Regions from separate parts of the Mus musculus genome. Here regions 1 and 2 are each linked to region 3. Evidence: chromatin contacts called from public HiChIP or PLAC-seq and promoter capture Hi-C data. All regions are on one chromosome and are shown on one strand. The core of a region is the stretch at or near the end of the contact, and the rest is flanking DNA. Distances in the headings are between cores, read along the strand shown. Region 1 overlaps Slc12a8 (solute carrier family 12 (potassium/chloride transporters), member 8). Region 2 holds the start of Slc12a8 (solute carrier family 12 (potassium/chloride transporters), member 8). Region 3 holds the start of Snx4 (sorting nexin 4).

What was found. HiChIP or PLAC-seq counts read pairs in DNA pulled down with a chosen protein or histone mark. Capture Hi-C pulls out chosen DNA fragments and counts their contacts.
Region 1: a contact with region 3 is called in an H3K27ac HiChIP or PLAC-seq map of extraembryonic endoderm stem cells. The contact joins the enhancer-like site here to the promoter of Snx4 in region 3. A contact is called at or near these places in 3 of 39 promoter capture datasets (the 3T3-L1 cell line, embryonic stem cells and hippocampal neurons) and 3 of 115 datasets of contacts at active chromatin or transcription factors (extraembryonic endoderm stem cells, memory CD8 T cells and pancreatic cancer cells).
Region 2: a contact with region 3 is called in a promoter capture Hi-C map of adipose tissue. The contact joins the promoter of Slc12a8 here to the promoter of Snx4 in region 3. A contact is called at or near these places in 3 of 39 promoter capture datasets (cranial neural crest, embryonic stem cells and liver), 3 of 115 datasets of contacts at active chromatin or transcription factors (embryonic stem cells, epiblast stem cells and pancreatic cancer cells) and 1 of 9 other capture datasets (adipose tissue).

What each region holds. Positions count from the first base shown.
Region 1 is chr16:33,579,157-33,582,391 of GRCm38.p6, forward strand. The region is part of intron 4 of Slc12a8 (solute carrier family 12 (potassium/chloride transporters), member 8); the gene reads left to right. Among named protein-coding and RNA genes, the nearest start is that of Slc12a8, 63 kb to the left of the region's middle. Within about 2 kb of position 1,660, at least 94 of the 459 cell types and tissues checked have an H3K27ac peak or open chromatin away from gene starts, as enhancers often do. A contact at or near this core is called in extraembryonic endoderm stem cells and pancreatic cancer cells, where this site is marked.
Region 2 is chr16:33,516,282-33,519,510 of GRCm38.p6, forward strand. It overlaps Slc12a8 (solute carrier family 12 (potassium/chloride transporters), member 8), which reads left to right and starts at 1,914. Exons shown (of 13, transcript NM_134251.3): 1 at 1,914-2,095. The coding sequence starts at 2,048.
Region 3 is chr16:33,249,808-33,252,780 of GRCm38.p6, forward strand. It overlaps Snx4 (sorting nexin 4), which reads left to right and starts at 1,649. Exons shown (of 14, transcript NM_080557.2): 1 at 1,649-1,794. The coding sequence starts at 1,654.

The sequences.
Region 1 (3,235 bases), core at 410-2,909, 330 kb after region 3:
TCATCCCTTTGTGTATGGTGTGAGTGAGTGTGTGTGTGTCTGTCTGTCTGTGTCCATCCATGCATGAGTCCGTGTATGCAGAGGCCAGAGGACAATCTTAGCTGCTGTTCCTCAGGTGTTGTCCACGGTGCTTTCGAGACAGGGTTTCTCACTGGCCTGGAACTCACCAAGTAGGTAAGACTGGCCAAGGAGCCCCAGGGATCTGTTTGCTCATCTCTGTTTCCCCAGTGGCAGGATTATAAGCGTGTGTCCCCACACCCCACTTTTAAGCATATGTGATTAGTGGGGCTGACGGATGACTCGGTGGTTAGAAGCACTGGCCGCTCTGTGTTGGACCTGGGTTTGGTTCCCAGCACTCAGGAGCAACTGTAGTTCCAGATGCAGGAGATCTGATGCCCTCTCTTGGCCTCTGCTGGCACCAGAACTTATATTTTCTCAGCTAGGCTGGAAGCCAGCAAGCCTCTATAACCCTCCTGTCTCCTCACCCTCATTGCTGAGGTTCTAGGCATCTATCTGCAGGGAAACCCAACTTGTGACAGGGATGCCGGAGGAATTTTGTTCTCATGACTGTAGGATAAGTTTTCCTGCCCTCTGAGTAAATTCTTTGGCTCTCTGCCTATTAAAATCTGGATTCTGGAGTGTTGAACTCAGGTCCCCTTGTTTGCCAGGCAAGTAGGTTACCAGCTACGCTTGCTTTCTAGCCACCACTTCATCCCTTTTCATGGCTGAATGATATTCCATTCCCCAAGTACACTACATTTTGTTTATGCCTTCTCCGGTTGTGAACACTTGGCTTGATCCCAAATGTTACTCTTAAGAATATTTTATGTTTTTGCATGTATCATGTGGTGAGACAGTATAGCCATACCAGAAAAATAGCTATCTGGTACATAATGGAAAAATAGTCAAATAGCCCCACAATAACAATACATATGATTGCTGCTACGGGGCCTGTGAGGACACATAGGGCTTGTTGAGTGGAGGCTTAGATTCCCTGGGTCCTGCCCTTACCTGACCAGCTGCCAATCTTGTGATATAGGACTCACTTTTCCTGGGCCTCAGCATCTCCATCTATAAAATGGGTGTCAGGGTAGAGTCCCTGGACCGTTCTCAGGTTCTGTGATGCTGCGCTGTCATCCATGAGATTCACTCTGTCACTGTTGTCTGTTTTCTGTGTTGCTGGGAATTGAACCCAGGGCCTTGTTCATGTTGAACACACGCTTTACCACTGATGTGCATACCCAGCTCCATGCCATGGGATTCTAGGGAGGCTTTCTGATTTGTTTCCTGGTTGGGATTGGCTTGGAGACTTGCGAGGCAGGAGCTGTGTGTTTCAGTGTGTCAGCCTGCTGCACAGCAGGAGTGTATCTCTGAGATGGTCCTGTGCACTACAAGGCCACTTGGCATCCTCAGCCATCTGCCTAGGGAGCATAGCCACATAGAAGTGGGGCAGGGGATGGACTTCTGGGTCAGAATTCCCCAGTGGCATGGAGCTGAGAGTGGGTAGCTAATTGGAGGAGGCTTGGGGTGGGGTGAGGGGTAAAATGGCTTAGAATTCTGTTGGGGAGGTCAGGTCAGAAGTTTAAGCATGGGAAGTGGATGCCAGAGGCAGGGACAGCCAGAAGGAGCAAGTGGTGACTGGGAGGAACCCACAGCTAGGGTGGAGACTTCCTGTCCAGCAGCCCCTTGTCCTGGCAGGAGAGCACATTCCTTTACCCCAGGAGATAAGAGGCCAGCTTTTCCTTTCTCAGGGAATCCTTCAGGCTGAGAGTTACACAGGCCAGGCCTCTGGGGGTGGGGGGTGGGTGGGGGAATCTGGGGCCACAGTGGGTGGGACCTCTCTAGTCCCCAAAGCAGGGCCCTAGTTGCCCCTGGAGCTCCTGGCTCCCTGCCAGGTCTCCCTGCATCCTTGGGATAGTTGTGAAGCCAGCACAGTGTTAGAATCTGCCCTGGGCCCCTCTCTCTGGGATTCCTACCTCACTGAGAAAATGTGCCAGGCTGTTGACAGCTTAAATGTCCAGCTGGGACAGCACTCCACATGGGATCTGGCACAAGCTTGGCTGCCCCAGTAGCTACTGCTTTCCTCTCCTTAAGGTGACGCTTTCTTCTTAGAGCCCAAGTCAGGCTTTGTCCTCATTTCTGGCATTTTTTTTTTAAAGATTTATTTATTTATTTTATGTATACGAATGCAGTGTAGCTGTACAGATGGTTGTGAGCCTTCATGTGGTTGTTGGGAAATTGTATTTTTAGGACCTCTGCTGGCTCCAATCAACCCTGCTCACTCTGGCCCAAAGGGTTATTTATTATTATACATAAATATACTGTAGCTGTCTTCAGACACCCCAGAAGAGGGAGTCAGATCTCATTACGCATGGTGGTGAGCCAACATGTGGTTGCTGGGAATTGAACTCAGAACCTCTGGAAGAGCAGTCAGTACTGAGCCATCTCTCCAGCCCCCAAGTACTTTTAAAAACAGAGGCCATTGGTCATAGAAGGCACAATTTGGCTGTTAGAAGCCATCTTGCAATAGGAAACGTTCAGCTTCCCTTCCACAAGGAAGAATGCTCAGCTCAGAGGAACCAGGCTGCTCTTTCAGAGTGTAGAGGTGGCAAGGGTTCAGTTGCTGGACACTTAGTCACTCCCCCATCAGAGCAGAGCATCTACCCCTCCTCCTCTGGCCCTTCATCCCCTTGGATGCGAGAATGTGTGTATGTGTGTGTGTGTATGTGTGTGTGTGTGTGGGGGGGGGTTGGTGGGGGTGTTACTGCTTCCTGGCAGCCTGTCCCGCTCAGGGTGGAGGCCTTCCCCAGGGACAGAGGAGGCTCCAGGCTGCTTTCCTTGGGTAATCTGGGTGGACCCTGCAGGCCCAGCCCCATTTCACGTTTCCCTTCTGGCCCCTGCTGAATGTCCAGCCCTCTCTTCATGTTTTCTCTCTGGGTGGAGTCTCAGACTTGGAGACCTCATTCACTCCTCCACAACCCCTCCTCGAACGACCAAAGTTACCAGGGATGAGGCTAGAGTGCAGGTTGAGGGCTGCTCCCAGCTCACTGCCCAGAGTTCCCTGGGGCCTCTTTCAAACCTGTCCTATCTCCTCTTTCTTCTCTGCAGGCCCATTAGCTGTACACACTGGATATGGTCTATCCTTTTTAGGATTTTCTTTGAGGCCACCTCTTACTCTGAAGCCAGCCTCGAACTCTTCAAGCACCTGCCTCAGTTTGAGGTCCCCGGCAAGCCC
Region 2 (3,229 bases), core at 664-3,163, 270 kb after region 3:
TATAACCACCTAAAAAGTGACGAAGAAAGAAGGCTTTCCCAGCCGGCCGTGCAGGTGATGAGATGCCCACGTCATGAGTCTTAGCAATATGCCATCCTTCTGTCTGTCCATCCTCTTCTCAAAGACAGGTAATCTGTGATTCATTCTGGTGGAAATGGGGGTTTTGCTTTTTGCAGAGATGGGCTATTAACACTCCTCTACAAGCTGGGGATATAACTCCGTGGGAAAGCAGTCCCAAAAACAAAAAGACAAAGCCCTGGGTTCCACTCCCAGCATTGTAAAGCCAAAACTGAAAACAAAACCCCACAAAGGAATGAAAACCCAATCTGCTTGTATGCTGATGTATACAACATAGAAAGGACTTTGGGGGTGTGCTGCTCACGTGTGACAAGCCAGGCACAAAACGATAATAAATGTTGTTGTATTCCATTTAGAGGCCAGTTATATTCAGAGTAGACAGAAAGACAGACAGTGCATGGGGACACCATGGGTGGGGAGTGGCAGAATGTGTGTTTTCTGTATGGGGTGATGAAAAAAACGTCTTGGGTGTAGTGATGATGGATCTTTGAGCACCAAACACTGGGAGCAAGATTTTCCACACTGTTAAAATGGCCCAGACTGCAAACTTTACATAAGACACCTTCACAGGAACAACTTCCCTGGAGCAGCAAAGAGAGGAGAGGGCGCCACCAGTGTTCCCGGGCTTTGCCTTCCCTTTTGTTTTAAAAGAACAGCCTCTATTTTTAGGGATTCCACACAAAGGCTTGTGGGCGTGGGAAGTACTCCCAGCTGCCCTCCTGTTTCTCAGAAACCCACATGGAAGCCTGGCAAGTTATTTAAGGTTTAGGAACTATGCCAGATTGAAAATGGAGATAATTTAATCTCTCTGTATGTTAATTCCCACCCCTCGTCCTGCAACCCGAGGTGGCTCAGTGGTCCTGCTGAAGTGGTGAGGGTCAGCCCCCCACCCCCGCCTCTCAGCATGCCCGGGCCGCATTCTGGAAGCTCCATTTCCTGCCAGTTCGGTGTCACCTGACTGAACCACCGCCCTTCGGACAGGGGGTGCTCAGGGCCTGGGTCTCTAGTCCAGATGCTCGAGTCCGGACGCTGGGGCGGGGTCGCCCGAGATGCAGGGCAGGTGGCCAGGAGCGCTTGCGGCCACGTGGCAGGACCGGGTGGGGCGGGCGTGGCCTCCGGAGCCTGAGTAGGAGCAGGTGAGGGTGCGGGCACTGCTCTGTGGAGGGGAAGAGTGGCTGGGGTCGCAAGGACCTGACTCTGGTGCCCAGAGCCTCATCCCGCAGCCCTCAGATCTTTTTAGGGTGATGTGTCCCAAAGGAATCTTGCCCTATTCCTCTCCCCACGAGTCTCCTGCAGGATGGGGAGCACGGCCAGTTGCCTCAGCCCTTCTCCCTCCCTCTCTTTTTTCTTTCAAATGTCATGGGGCAAGGTCCCTGGCCTCAGGAAAGCCAGATCAACTCCTCTGGTGGGCCAGAACTGTACTTTTCTGACATCTTTTTCTTACCTGCCCTATTCTGGCCAGGGTCCAGGGGCCTCTCAAGACAGCCGCCAGCCCTCTGGCTCTGCCTCCAGTACACTCTGCCTGCACTCACCACCAGACACGGGTTCCAGCAAGACCCCAAATGTCCTTGCTCTGAACAAAGGGTTCCCAAGGCACTGGGGAAAAGAGTGTAGGACTATGTCTTTAAGGGCTAGGCAGCTGAGCAGTCAGCCTAGACCATTCCCCAATATTCAGGAGTTCAGGGAGTAGGGAGTGAACTATAGGAGTTCCTGTGACCCCAGGACAACGGGAAATGATCAGGCGGGCTCTGAACCATAAATGAGGTTCTGAAGAGAGCAGTGGGGAGGAGTCCCCAGATGGGGCCAACAAGGTTTCTACTTCACCCACGACCTTTCTCAGTGCAGAGGAAGCTGGACAGGCAAGAAGCAGCAAGGGAGGGAGGGAGGGCCTGGCCTGACAGAGTGATGTTTGCTTTCCAGAGTGGTCTCCCTATCTAGATAAAAGTATCAGAACCTCACTTCCTGGAGAATGGCCCAGAGGTCTCCGCAAGAACTCTTCCACGAGGCAGCCCAGCAGGTAAGTCTGGTTACAGGGGTGGTGGTGGAGCTGGCAGAGGCCATCAGACAGACAGGTGCCAGCAGAGGGGGGGTCTGTGGCAGTGCAGTATTTTCAAAGCAGTTATCTCAGGTTTACTTAGGCGTTGAGGGAATACCTCGGACAGCAGTTAACCGTGCAGAAAGTCTCCTTTGGCATTAGCTGTAATGTACTCCGCTCTCTGCCCTCCACCCCATCATGGGAAGAATGCCACGAGTGGAGGCTGAGACTCAAATGATATGAACTCCCTTTAATAACAAATCAGATCAAAGTCAGAAGGTAAGTTTATTTCTAGAAAAGCTAATCTACGGAAATCAGGGGGTTTCTGGACTCCCTGATGTCTGCTGGTTTTGTTTTTATTAAGTCCTTCTTGTTGGTTATTAGTGTGTGTGTGTGTGTGTGTGTGTGTGTGTGTGTGTGTAGTGTGTAGTGTAAAATATTCCATTTGTGGTCGATGGTTGATATAGAATTGAAGGATTAATCCCTTAAATGAAAGCCCACACCTTGGTGCTTATGGGGTCTCTGCCATCCGTGTTCAGTCACCTTGGTGTTTCATTGCCCCCTGGGTTTCCTTTATGCTTTGTAGTGAGAGGCAGGGAGGTGTTCCTGCACTGCAAGAGAGGGGAGTAAGCCCTTCAGCAGGAGAAAGAATATATATTTCAAGAACAAGGTCTAGAGCTGAAAGTCCGGAGGTGGTAGGGGCATCCAAGCCACATGTTAACCCTTTTCATGTGTGCACAGATGCCAGTGAAGGCGTGCTGCCTGCTGACCAGCAGGCGGTAAATGCTCCATAAACATATGACAAGGAGTGGCAGAACTAGGCTGAAGTCAGTTAATGACTTTGTAATGCAGTTGGGGGATGATCTAGTCTCCAAGTAACAGTATTATATGTTAACACATTGGTGCTAGTCTGTGTCATTAAAAACAAAATTAAAAACAGAATAAAACGAAACAAAAAAACCTTTGCTTTCATTTCTGAGTCCTCAAAAATTCTGTGCCAGACCATAGGGGATGCACCTGGTTAGTCAGGTGACCAAAGCCAGGAGTGGAAGGAGTCTAAGACCAAGGCTTTTGCTGGGGATTATTGCAGGAACGTGAAGGCAGGGTAGAGTGAAC
Region 3 (2,973 bases), core at 399-2,898:
TGCTTCCCAAGTTCTGGAATTAAAATCATGCACTGCCACCACCACCAGACTAGCTTGCTTTTATTTATTTATTTATTTATTTACTTTTTAATTAATTTTTTTTTTTTTGGTTTTTCAAGACAGGGTTTCTTTAGATAGCCCTGGCTGTCCTGGAACTCACTCTGTAGACCAGGCTAGCCTCAAACTCAGAAATTTGCCTGCCTCTGCCTCCCAAGTGCTGGGATTAAAGAAGTGCGCCACCACTTCCCGGCTTCTAGCTTTTATTTTTAAACAAAACAAAACAGTAGACAATAATATGGTCTCCTTCAGGCCTTACAAAGCCAGGTGTCATTTCCTCGTTGTCACCCACTGGTCAGCTCACAACGAACATCCTGCCGGCTTTAGGATCTAGTTTTCTGAGATCTCAGAAACTGGGAAAAGATCACAAGATAATGAGAACAAATCTATCCTTGTGTGATTAATAAAATAGTCTTCTGCCGGGTGGTGGTGGTGCACGCCTTTAGTCCCAGCACTCGGGAGGCAGAGGCAGGCAGATTTCTGAGTTCGAGGCCAGCCTGGTGATCTACAGAGTGAGCTCCAGGACAGCCAGGGCTACACAGAGAAACCCTGTCTCGGAAAAAAAAAAAAAAAGTCTTCTGATTTAAAAACATGTTTTCTGGGGGTTTGCCGGACCTAACTAATCCCTGGCGAACAATAAAATACCTAAATACATAAATAGTCCAGGCTCTGTAAGGAAGGAACAGGGAAAGGATAGGAGAAGGGGTCCCTGCATTAAAGAAGTCTAGAGTCTAGCTGGAGGAAGCTGGATTTAGAACAAATTATTGTAAAATAACAAGAGAAAGTGCTTTGAGCATGAATGGAACTTTGCCACCAAGCCAGGGAGAAAACTCCAGGAGGAAGAAATTGTGCTTCACAACCCGGAAAAGGATGTTTGGCAAGAATCAGTTTTGGTCCGAGACCAGGTTTTGTACAAAAATACCAACCCAAAGGTCCCATATTTAGGCTACAGTCAGTGAACATTTCTCTTCAGGTCACCACAGGGAATCTTGCCAAGGGGTAGGTTCAGGAAATTACAAGAGACTTGTAGAAAATTAAATTGCTTTAGCGTCTAAAGTTTAAACACTTACTTAACAATGGCGCTCTCCAGCCTGCTTCAGCCATCTTACCTCTCAAATCTTTAGGCGTTATCTTTTGCTGAATGCGTTACTCAACTCTCTAAAAGTTAATAATTGATGCTGCTCTGGTCTTTGCGAGGGGAAACGGAATTGTGAATGCAAGGTAAGGGCGATGGTCACAAGACAATCTCCCTTTCTTTTTAATGACACAATTACTTGAGGGGATCGCCAATCTGAGTGGCTTCTGCACTTCTTGAGTTCACTTCACTTTAGTTTCTTTATGTCTTTACCGGCTCTCCCAGATTACCAGTTTTGTAGCCAACCCTCTGTAGTCGCCCTAGCTTTCCCCTACCTCCCTCGGTCGCAGGTCTTGGCTGGTGGTCCAGCGTTCTGGGGTCTCCGCTGCCTAGGAGGAGTTTCTGTGGGCAGGGGCGGGACTACCGAGAGCGCAGGGCGGAGCTACCACAAGCAGAGGGCGGGGCGGCTGGAGTCAAGGCCCCGCGCAGGCGCACTGGACTCGCGGTGCCAAACTACAGCTATGGAGCAGGCACCTCCGGACCCCGAGAAGCTCTTGCAGCCTGGACCCCTGGAGCCGCTGGGTGGCCCTGGCGCTGTGCTGGAGGCCGCGGTCGGTGAGGAGAACGAGGGCACCCGAGAAGACGGCTCAGGGGTCGACACGGTGAGGAGAGGGGCGGCGGAGGCTTCCGGTCTGGGGCCGGGCCTAGCGGGCCGGGCCGGGCCGCCCTGGCTGGGTCTGGTGGGTGCGGTCCCGAGACCGGAGGATGACCCGATGCGGAGTGGAAATGGACTCACAGGCGCGGCGTGCCGGAGCGCCGCGTGGGCGTTGTCACGCGTGTCCGTGGTGGCGTGGCCCGCGGTGTCAGTGGGCGCGTCCCCCGGGGTCTGGCCCTGAAGAGGCTCGCTGCTGTTTCCGGCCGGCCGAGGGGGTCGCTGGGAGGCGGCTACACCCTTGGTGAGAGGCGAGTGTGCGCAGTAAGGGGGGCTTGGCCTATGGACACGTCGGGAAATAGACATCAGCGTCACGTTAAAGAGAAGGGACAGAGGAAGAAACATTTGTTGAACTCTCCATTTAGCTGTAATGTCGTTATAATGTTTCCTCCTGCAATCCCCGCCCCTCGGTGATAACTGGTGTTTCTCACCTTTTGAGTTAAGGGAGTGTCGCGTTGTCAATCTGTGAGTGCATCCATCCAAAGGGTCGTGACGGATTTGTAGACTCTGATGAACAAATGTTTAGGAAACTCATTAGCGCCCTGTATTTGAACTCCCTGACCCTCAGTTGCTCAGCCCCTGTCCAGCCATTTTGCTGTTGCCCCCTCACCCCCAGTAGGTATTCATGCTAAGGTAACCCGTACATTTTTATGATTGATGCGTCTCTAGAGAGGACTAAGTTTCGAGAGAGCTAACCAGGAACTTCTCAGCAGTTGGAGGTTTTGACTACTTAAACCATTTATGTGTGCTTATAAGTTAAAGACTTTAACTTTTTGTTTGTTTGTTTGTTTTGTGTTTTTTCGAGACAGGGTTTCTCTGTATATAGCCCTGGCTGTCCTGGAACTCACTCTGTAGACCAGGCTGGCCTCGAACTCAGAAATCTGCCCTCTCCCCTCCCAGGAGTGCTGGGATTAAAGGCGTGCACCACCACGCCCGGCTAAGACTTTGATTTTTGAGAACAGTTTTAAGGTCGCTGTAGAATTGAAAGAGAAATGGGGAGATTTTCCCGTATACTCAGTTCTCATATTCAGACTTGTGCCTTGTCCACGCTTCTTACCAGACTCGTTTATGTTATACGCGGTGAGGCCAGGTTGTCACCCAAAGTCCATAGTTTACACACTGTCACATG